Regions from separate parts of the Sus scrofa genome. Here all the other regions are linked to region 1. A link is a contact called in public HiChIP or PLAC-seq data. All regions are on one chromosome and are shown on one strand. Each heading gives the region's core, a stretch centred on a gene start, on an enhancer-like site or on the middle of the called end of the contact. The rest is flanking DNA. Distances are from core to core; before and after follow the strand shown.

Region 1 (3,017 bases), core at 439-2,938:
AAGTCTTCACACTACACAAAGCACTACGAATACGTTGCATGTAGAAATGATCCCTAGAGAAACGCTGAGAGTTTTTTGACCCTAAAAATTCCTAAAAATGTTTACAGCCTATAAAATATTTTCTGATTTCAGCTGATAATCATAACCCATCCGTTATTCTCTTGCAAATCCCACTCTACCGGTGAAACTCTATTTACCCTTTAAAGCAATCTTTTCCTCTTTCCTTGAAGCGGGGGCGGGGGCGGGGGTGGGGGGGATTAAGGGGCGGAGTAGATGAAATTGGAGTAGAGGCAGCAAGTTGCTAGACAGGAAAAACCTCAGTAATGGTGACTTTCCTGGGCAAAGGAATAAATCAGAAGATCACAGAGTGTACTGACGACTCTTCTATGCAGCCGTTGTGGATCTCCACAGATAGTCATTATTTCAGGACTCATAGCTCAGGAAACCATATAGCTGCTGATACGAGTGTATCTGCCCTGTTTCCATCTCCAAAAACAAAATAAAAATTATTCCTAGCGCCCTTTCCATCACCCTCCCTCACCTTCAAATCTTTCCCATCCTTAGCTTAACTCATTTCCCTTACTCAAAGGAGGGCAAACAGTGGCTTGTGTTGCTAGCACAGTCAAACCACAGAGCGCATTGCCATCCATGTTTTCCCTGGTCTCAACTTTCCAGATTATTCTCCTGGCCAAGTAAAGATTTTAGAGAAAGCAAAAGAAAATTTTATGAGAAAGGTTTAAAATAAAACAAAGTAAACCACAAGTAATTCTATTTATTCCATGATAAAACTAACTTTGTTCAGCATTACTTCTACTTAAAAAAAAAAAAAAAGGTACGTTTCCAAAAATTCGTAAACTCCTCTTGGTAGAATAGTTTATTCCTTTAGTAAAGTGAAGGTGTCTGTAATAGATTCCACTTAAATCCCCTTTTGTTGCAACTACTAAAAACACTGTCAAGAGTTTAGTAAAAATAAGATTGCTATTACAAGCATATTTTTCCAAGTAACATTCCCTCTCTCTCTATTCCACTTCCTTTTTAACTATCCTGCTCTTTTCAAATGGTCAAGGGTCATTAAGAGAGTGGAGTAGTGAAGATAACGAGGGTCTGGATAATGTTGATGAATAACAAAAAAAAAAAAAAAACAGTTTTATGCACACTTTTAATCTCCCAAAGTTATTACCATGTGAGAAATTGATGTCTGTAGCTAATGATCTTATCCCAGACTCTGATCTAATTTTGAAAATGCAAGAACAAAGCACATGCTGCTTCTATTCCTATTTGCTTACCCCATTTACTGTGACATCTGCAAAAAAAAAAAAAAAAATGGATTATGAAATAATTTTCTTGGGGATAGTTTTTGAGAAGTATTTTTCCCCTTTTTTTTTTTTTTTTTTTTTTTTTTTTGTAGTTTCGGGACACTGGTCTTGGGTAACTTCTCTGAGACCATGCTCCCAGAAGTAGCAGCTGATTTGACTAATGTTGGCTGCCTCTCAAGTAGTCCTAACAACCATTCTCACTGACTCTATCTGGCAGGTACTCCTAAAACACTCAGTCATTCAAAGTAGGTGACCCAAAAATATCCCAGTCATTCATGCATCTACTCAACAAACATTTATTGGTAGAGTGTTATGTTTGCAACATGAAAGTAATGTTTCTGTGATCAACTAATAGCGAACCCTTTATACCTAATGTACTCAAATCTCTTAGCTCCCCCTATAGGGAGGATTGGATTAAAGTAGGGAGTGAAGGGAGAAAAATTCAAAGGCAGGCTCAATTTCAAGTAGAGAATTAGAGTCTGGAAAAGTCCATTCCTGCTGTCTCAAAAGAGCAACCACAAATAACGATGCTACTTGTACAGCTGCCTGATAGAATGAGTCAAGGAAGAGCATACTTTCACTATTTAGTGACAGAAGCAATAACATCTATCACAAAATATATATATATTTTTTTATAAAATATATATTATGAGAATATATTGTATATATATTTTTAAAAATTCATCTCTGCTACTAATCATTCTTTTTACTCCCCTGTTTCTTGTGCAGTTATGTATTAGCATTAGCAAAGGCTTTTACTGATGCAGCAATTACTCAACATGAGTTTAAATTTCTATTAGGTTTGTCTAATGCATTAATTTGCTAATTATTCATAATTCATAACTCGTTCACTATTCATAATCCAGTAGTTCAATAAACATCATCAATTAATATGTATATAAACTCACAATTTCTCCCCTCCATGTTTATCCTGAAATAGAAAAGCAGACCTGTACTAGCATTTCCAATTCAGTGAGGTAGGAACTCAAATCAGAATGTGTATAAGGCACAAAGTCCTGTGGCAACACATCAAAAATGATGTGATCAGTTCTGTGTCATTGATAAAAGGGATGAGATTTAAAATCTCAGAGATAGATATCTGCTGATTTCTCCATCAAGTCAGACTGATCTGGTTTGAATAGCTTTTATATTGTTCCTTACTCCACACTTACCCTGACAACACAATAATTCAGACTGTTATTAGCAAATATCTAAACTATATAGTTTCCTAAGTGGTTTCTACACTATCCATCTTTCTCTCATTTCATCCTGAACATAACTACACATTTATCATCTGGTATTACCTTTTGTTCAAGCCTCCAGCCCCTCTCATACATAATTTTTTTAATATAGAAATAAGGTTAAATGCCTATAATTTCAGGACACTATGATCAATCGAGGCTATATCATAATATAGAAGTACGTGTTGTAAATGTACATCCACTTAGAAGGTTACAAAGCAATATCTGTGTAACTGCAAATAAAATCATGGGGTATTACAGCACCCCAAAAGTCCCTTCATATCCACAGTTTACAACTCCTCACTTACAGTTCTTTCCCTCTCTGCTAGAGGTAACTGCTATACTGTCTGCTATTAATTGTCATCTTGCCTTTTGTGGCAGCTTGATTGTAATCACAGCTTTGTTGGACAGTTAGATATGAGCTCAGATTTATGCTGACACTGCTGCACCCAAAGTGCTT
Region 2 (3,273 bases), core at 216-2,715, 140 kb before region 1:
TCAGAGGACACTTGAGTCAGATTTTAAAATGTTGAGCTTAAGCTGTCCTCACTTCCCACATGCTGAGCTCATTTGTGTCGAGTCATTTCTGGGTTCAATAAAATGCCACACTACCTGCTTTCTGTACAGCCAGACAAGGCAACACAAAGGTGAGGAAAATCAGCTTTCTATGGGGAAACTCTAACCAAAGGGAAGGGGGAGTAAAAGGGTGCTAGGCAGATACTTTTCCTTTTCTTTGTCCCTTTGACATTTTAAATTACAGCCTTTCCTTGTGGGTTTTTCAAAAAATTCCTACATGCCAGAAGAACACACCTGAGTATCTTACTGTGTTTTTCTGCAGCTAGTTGAAAAGGGTGGCTACTGCACTAACAATTCTATTTCATTACTTTCCATCTCTCCTTGTTTTATTACCATTTTTCCATGATATCATTAACGTTAAGCTTGTACTTCCTCAAAAAATATTTATGATCTTAGCCTTAAGCTCTGGTTTCTAATGAACTGAGTTTAAGTTATGAAGTTTTAGTAGTGGAAGTATCATCTTAAAATTAGAAAGAGTCAAAATGGATGGGAATTTTATTAATCAAATAGAAATTCTATTAACCAAATTCTGAGGAAGGAAGAATAAATGAACTTGGAGGAATAAAATGACTTAGAGATGGTTATATTTTAAGGAAAAGTGGGAGCCACCATAAAGTTTAGAGAAGCAAAAAGCCATAGAGTGATTTCTATTTCATTAGGATTAATTTAGACGTGTGTTGAAAAGAGTCAAGGGGATTATAAAGGCCACAGCCAAAAGAAAGCAGCCTTGGGGGGCTGCGCTGGGGTTGTGGGATGGAAATCCTATAAATTTGAATTGTGATGATCATTGTACAAGTATAAATGTAATAAATTCACTGAGTAGTAAGAAAAAAAAAGGAAAGAAAATGAAGAAAAAAAAAAAAAGAAAAAAAAGAAAGCAGCCTGGGCAGCAATAGCAGTAATGAGGCTAAAACATGATGCTTGTTCTAACCAAAGCCTCAGCAGTGGAGGGGCTTGAGAAAAGACTGAATTCCAAGTACTTGCTGAAAATAGAGCCTTTAGGATGATCTCATTGCCTGGAGGAGGGCTGGGAGAGAAACCAGAAAGTAAAGAAATGACTCCAAAGCTTTAGGTTTGAACAAGTGTAAAGATGGAATTGTCATCAACTGGGATGGGTAAGACACCTGTTGGAACAGCTTTTGGAGGAAAGATGGCGAGTTTGGTTTTGAACATTTTCAGTTCAACATTACTTTTGGACATCTAAGTGAAGATATAGGAGGGAATAGGCTTGTAAGTCTAGAGCAGAAATCAGCAAACTTTTGTAAAGGAACAGAGAATAAATATTTTATTAGACTTTGTGGGCCAGATGTTACGTCACAACTACTCCACCCCTGGGCAACCACAGACAATGTGCAAAATAATGGGCAGGGCTGTGTTACAATAAAAATTTACACAAACAGGCTGTAGCTAAATTTGGCTTGAAGGTCAAAGTTTGCTAACTCATGGTCTAGAATTTGGGAGGGAGGTCTGAACTAGAGAAACGCAGTTAGGACATATCAGCATATAAGTATGTCTAAGGCCATGCTAATTTGATGTAATTACTTCTGCTGTGATATTTGCATTTTTCCCTTGTTATAAATAGTAACTGCACTTTCTAAACTATATATATTTTTTCTTCAAAAAGGAGTCTAAGAAGAAACTATGAAAATGCCAATTTGATTCAATAGAGAAATCTGAATGAAAAACTTTAAGAATGCAATTGATAAGTGAATTCATATTTAGTACAAAACATGTTAGATATTTAGTCAGCTTGCAATAGGCCCTAGAAATTGAAAATTTGAGGAAGGCTGCGTTATTCAGCTTAGCTGATTTACAGGCACATTAGTATACAAGTAATAAGGACTAAGCGTATGTTCATACTCAAAATAAATTTAAAATATAGACACAAAAAATTGCGATTTGAACAAAAAGAAATTGTCATCTGTCAACCAATATTTCAAGGCAATCTTGATTTCATAGCCAGAGATGTTTTAGAAATAAAGAAAAAAGCTTTAGGATGAATAAATGATGCAATATTAATGATAAAGAATTTGGCTGAGTCAACAGGATGTTTAAAAAGCAAACCTCAAAGCCATTTATGACAAAACCACAGCAAACATAATACTCAATGGAGAAAATCTGAGAGCATTCCCACTAAAACCTGAAACAAGACAAGGATGCCCACTCTCACCACTGTTATTCAACATAGTATTGGAAGTTCTAGCCACAGCAATCAGACAAACAAAAGAAATGAAAGGCATCCAAATAGGAAGAGAAGAGGTAAAACTGTCACTGTATGCAGATGACATGATACTATATATAGGAAACCCTAAGGACTCAACTCAAAAATTACTTGAACTGATCAACAAATTCAGCACAGTAGCAGGATATAAAATTAACATTCAGAAATCAGTCACATTTCTGTATACTAACAATGAAATATTAGAAAAGGAATATAGAAGTACAATACCTTTTAAAATTGCACCCCAAAAAATCAAATGCCTGGGAATATAGCTGACCAAGGAGGTAAAGGACTTATATGCCAAGAACTAGAAAATTTTAATCAAGGAAATTAAAGAAGATGTAAAGAAATGTAAAGATATTCCATGTTCCTGGGTTGGAAAAATTAATATTGTAAAAATGGCCATACTACCCAAAGCAATCTACAGATTCAATGCAATCCCTATCAAATTACCCATGACATTCTTCACAGAACTAGAACAAACAATCCAAACATTTATATGGACCCACAAAAGACCCAGAATTGCCAAAGCAACTCTGAAGAACAAAAACCAAGCAGGAGGCATAACTCTCCCAGACTTCAGGCAATATTACAAAGCCACAGTCATCAAGACAGTGTGGTACTGGTAGACAGACCAATGGATAAAAATAGAGAAATAAAACCAGACACCTATGGTCAATTAATCTTTGACAAAGGAGGCAAGAACATCAAATGGGAAAAAGACAGGCTTTTCAGCAAGCATTGCTGGGAAACCTGGACAGCTGCATGCAAAGCAATGAAACTAGAACACACCCTCACATCATGCACAAAAAGAAACTCAAAATGGCTGAAAGACTTAAATATAAGAGAAGACACCATCAGACTCCTAGAAGAGAACATAGGCAAAACATTCTCTGACATCAACCTTACGAATATTTTCTCAGGTCAGTCTCCCACAGCAACAGAAATAAGAGCAAAAATAAACCAATGGGACC
Region 3 (2,925 bases), core at 424-2,923, 190 kb before region 1:
TGCCCAAATCTAGCTGCTGAACATTGAAATCAGCTGTGAGCTTATTAACGATCAACTATCTGGACATGTATAAAATGCATGTCCATATGCTTTCCGTGCAATTAAAATTTGTACCCAGCATTTCTCTCACAATTTTAGATTAATCTCTTCCTCTTTACTCCAATAAAAATGCAGCATTTGCCTTAAGTGGCTTTTGAGATTATTTTATTTTACTTCTTAATTTTTAAGGTATCAAGTGGAAACAATAAAATGAATCAATGCTAAGATTTTAAAATATTAATTAAATTTTTCAGTACTTAACCATTCCAGGATAGCTTGCAGTTCATCTTTGAAAGGCAACATTTTAATTATAAGAAACAAATCTCTAAATTCGAGACACCAAAACAGCCAGAACGGTTGATATTTGGAAAAAAAGGTATTATAATCCACAGCCTATTTTTCAGGTGAACACCCATCTTATTGATCCTTGTAGTGATCAGTTTCAATGGTAGTTAATATCCACCAACAGTTTTATGTACTAACTTATCCCAATCCTCATCACGAAAGAGATTAAAATCTAATTTTAAGGATACAGAAACATTTTTCTTTTTTGGCCAACCCCCGGCATATGTAATTCCCAGGCCAGGGATCAAATCCAAGCCACGGCTGTGGCTGTGCCAGATCCCTAACCCATTGTGCTGGGTCAGGGATCAAACCTGTGTCCCAGTGATCCCAAGAGGCTGCCGATCCTACTATGCCACAACAGGAATTCCCAAAATATATTTTTAAATATATAACTTAGAATTGAGGAAGAAAAAGGACATAAAGCAGAGCCAAGAGTGAGAATGAAACCAAAGGCAAAAATATCTAGTGCTATTTCTTAACATCGTTCATTCATTCATTCATTCACAAATAGAAAGTATCCACCAGTGGTCTGTAATGGAAGGCTACCCAATGACAAAATCCTACTGCTTGGTTACTTCAGATGTCTATCCTGATTGACTGAGGCCTGTGACTTCTGTTAATTCAAATTTTGGCTATTACTCCCTAATGGAGTATAACAGAGAGAAAACAAACATGGAAGCTCCCTCACTGGATTCTAGCCTCTCAGGCAGATAGACTTGTATATAAGCAACTACAACAGAGTATGGCAAAATCCGATATATTATATTAAAGAAACAATATATTTAAACAAACAAACAAAAAAACAATAGCGGAGTATCCCTCGTGGCGTAGTGGTTAACGAATGTGACTAGGAACCATGAAGTTGCAGGTTCCATCCCTGGCCTCGCTCAGTGGGTTAAGGCTCCTGTGCTGCTCTGAGCTGTGGTGTAGGTCACAGACGTGGCTTGGATCCCGCGTTGCTGTGGCTCTGGCATAGGCCGGTGGCTACAGCTCCGACTGAACCCCTAGCCTGGGACCCTCTATATGCCGCAAGTGTGGCCCTAGAAAAGACAAAAAGACAAAACAAAAACAATAGCAAGAGCAGCCAACAATGCATGAGTTAAAGGGATAGGCAGACCCCACATCATGAAGTGCTTCACTACATTTCCACAGCAGTCTGAACTCAACACTTACTGCGTTTTAAAGCAAGAGAACACAATCTATAGAGTTACATATTGGAAAGATCACTCTGACTAAAGCACTGAGCATCTCCTGCTGCCCCCACCTGGTCAAAGTCAGGAGTTGAGACCTTGCTCAGAACTCCTCTGTACACTGAGGCCAGTTCTGCAACGTAGGGGTTAATGCTCTTATCTCTGGAGCTAAACTGCCTGGGTGCAAATCCTGACTCAGAATGAGTAGCTGTCTCACCGTGGACAAGAAATGTATGCTTCCTTTACTTTCAATTTTCTTATCTGTAAAACAGGGTTGAGTCTACTTTATAAGTGCTTGTGAGGAATTAAAGATAACAGAAGTAAATACTACAGGTAAAATACACTTGTATTGGTCTAGAACATATGAATACTCGCTGGGTGATCCATATACAATTTTTCTCACTCTTATGACAACACTTCAAGAGAGAGAGGATTACCACTAGCTTGCCATATTTACCATGTCTCATTATGTCTTTTACAACACCAACTTTTAGTTTTATTTTTTTTTTTATGCAGTTCCTCTCTTTTCTTTCTTGTTCTGATGGCATTCAGTAACCAACAACAATTTTAACTTTTGGCTTTCCTTTTTTTTCCCAACAGCATGAATTTGAAAGTTTCAGTTACTAATGTGTGGTTTAGGTTAACTTCCTAGACTAGTTCTCAACATGTTACATCCTAAGAGATGGGGCCTCTCCTTTCAGGAGATTATTAAGTGTTGTTAGCAACTCCTACGTGTCTAAAGCAATAGAAAGAAGATAAGCTCTGTGCAGTCTTCCATGGAGTATTTCAAGCCACAGAAGTAGAAGAAAGTGCTGCTGAATCTACCCATAGAGTGGCCTCCTCTGACCTGAAGTTTTATGCAACTTTTGCAGAAGGGAAGGAACAACATGACCTGGGTGAGCTAAGACCTGCCAAACTCCCAGTGACAATGAAATGAATATTTCAGCAGACAAAATACAGAGGATATTTGTCTATGAAACTTGGAAAACATTTATGGGAAAGGGACTAGTGAAGCGCCCATATTTTCCTGTATATTTCCGAGGGGAAACCAGAGCTGTGCACAGGTGTCAGCTACTGTGTAAAAAGCTTCAATGGAACCAGAGTGTTTAATGTCAATGTGTTGGACATAAAGATGTTTATAGAGATGTTTTATTAGCAGTGTTTGAGAAACAGAAACCATAATTTTCACGATCCACATTTTCCCTGTGGCAAGTAACACATACATAGTCACTAAATACGTAGAGGAAAATACTTAGAACCTTGAGTTGCCCTAAAGTAGTGCAAACCAATTCATGCTGTACATAGGTTGCTCCCACCCAAGGATGAAATCATAGCATCTTAGAAATCTCTT

Evidence for each region. HiChIP or PLAC-seq counts read pairs in DNA pulled down with a chosen protein or histone mark.
Region 2: a contact with region 1 is called in an H3K27ac HiChIP or PLAC-seq map of alveolar macrophages. The contact joins two enhancer-like sites.
Region 3: a contact with region 1 is called in an H3K27ac HiChIP or PLAC-seq map of alveolar macrophages. The contact joins two enhancer-like sites. A contact is called at or near these places in 6 of 47 Hi-C or Micro-C datasets (alveolar macrophages, embryonic fibroblasts, epiblast stem cells and 3 more) and 1 of 2 datasets of contacts at active chromatin or transcription factors (alveolar macrophages).

Annotation. Positions count from the first base shown.
Region 1 is chr9:86,240,437-86,243,453 of Sscrofa11.1, reverse strand. No RefSeq gene overlaps it. Among named protein-coding and RNA genes, the nearest start is that of AGR2, 190 kb to the right of the region's middle. Within about 2 kb of position 1,688, at least 5 of the 83 cell types and tissues checked have an H3K27ac peak or open chromatin away from gene starts, as enhancers often do. A contact at or near this core is called in alveolar macrophages, where this site is marked.
Region 2 is chr9:86,377,768-86,381,040 of Sscrofa11.1, reverse strand. No RefSeq gene overlaps it. Among named protein-coding and RNA genes, the nearest start is that of AHR, 130 kb to the left of the region's middle. Within about 2 kb of position 1,465, at least 4 of the 83 cell types and tissues checked have an H3K27ac peak or open chromatin away from gene starts, as enhancers often do. A contact at or near this core is called in alveolar macrophages, where this site is marked.
Region 3 is chr9:86,425,994-86,428,918 of Sscrofa11.1, reverse strand. No RefSeq gene overlaps it. Among named protein-coding and RNA genes, the nearest start is that of AHR, 84 kb to the left of the region's middle. Within about 2 kb of position 1,673, at least 10 of the 83 cell types and tissues checked have an H3K27ac peak or open chromatin away from gene starts, as enhancers often do. A contact at or near this core is called in alveolar macrophages, where this site is marked.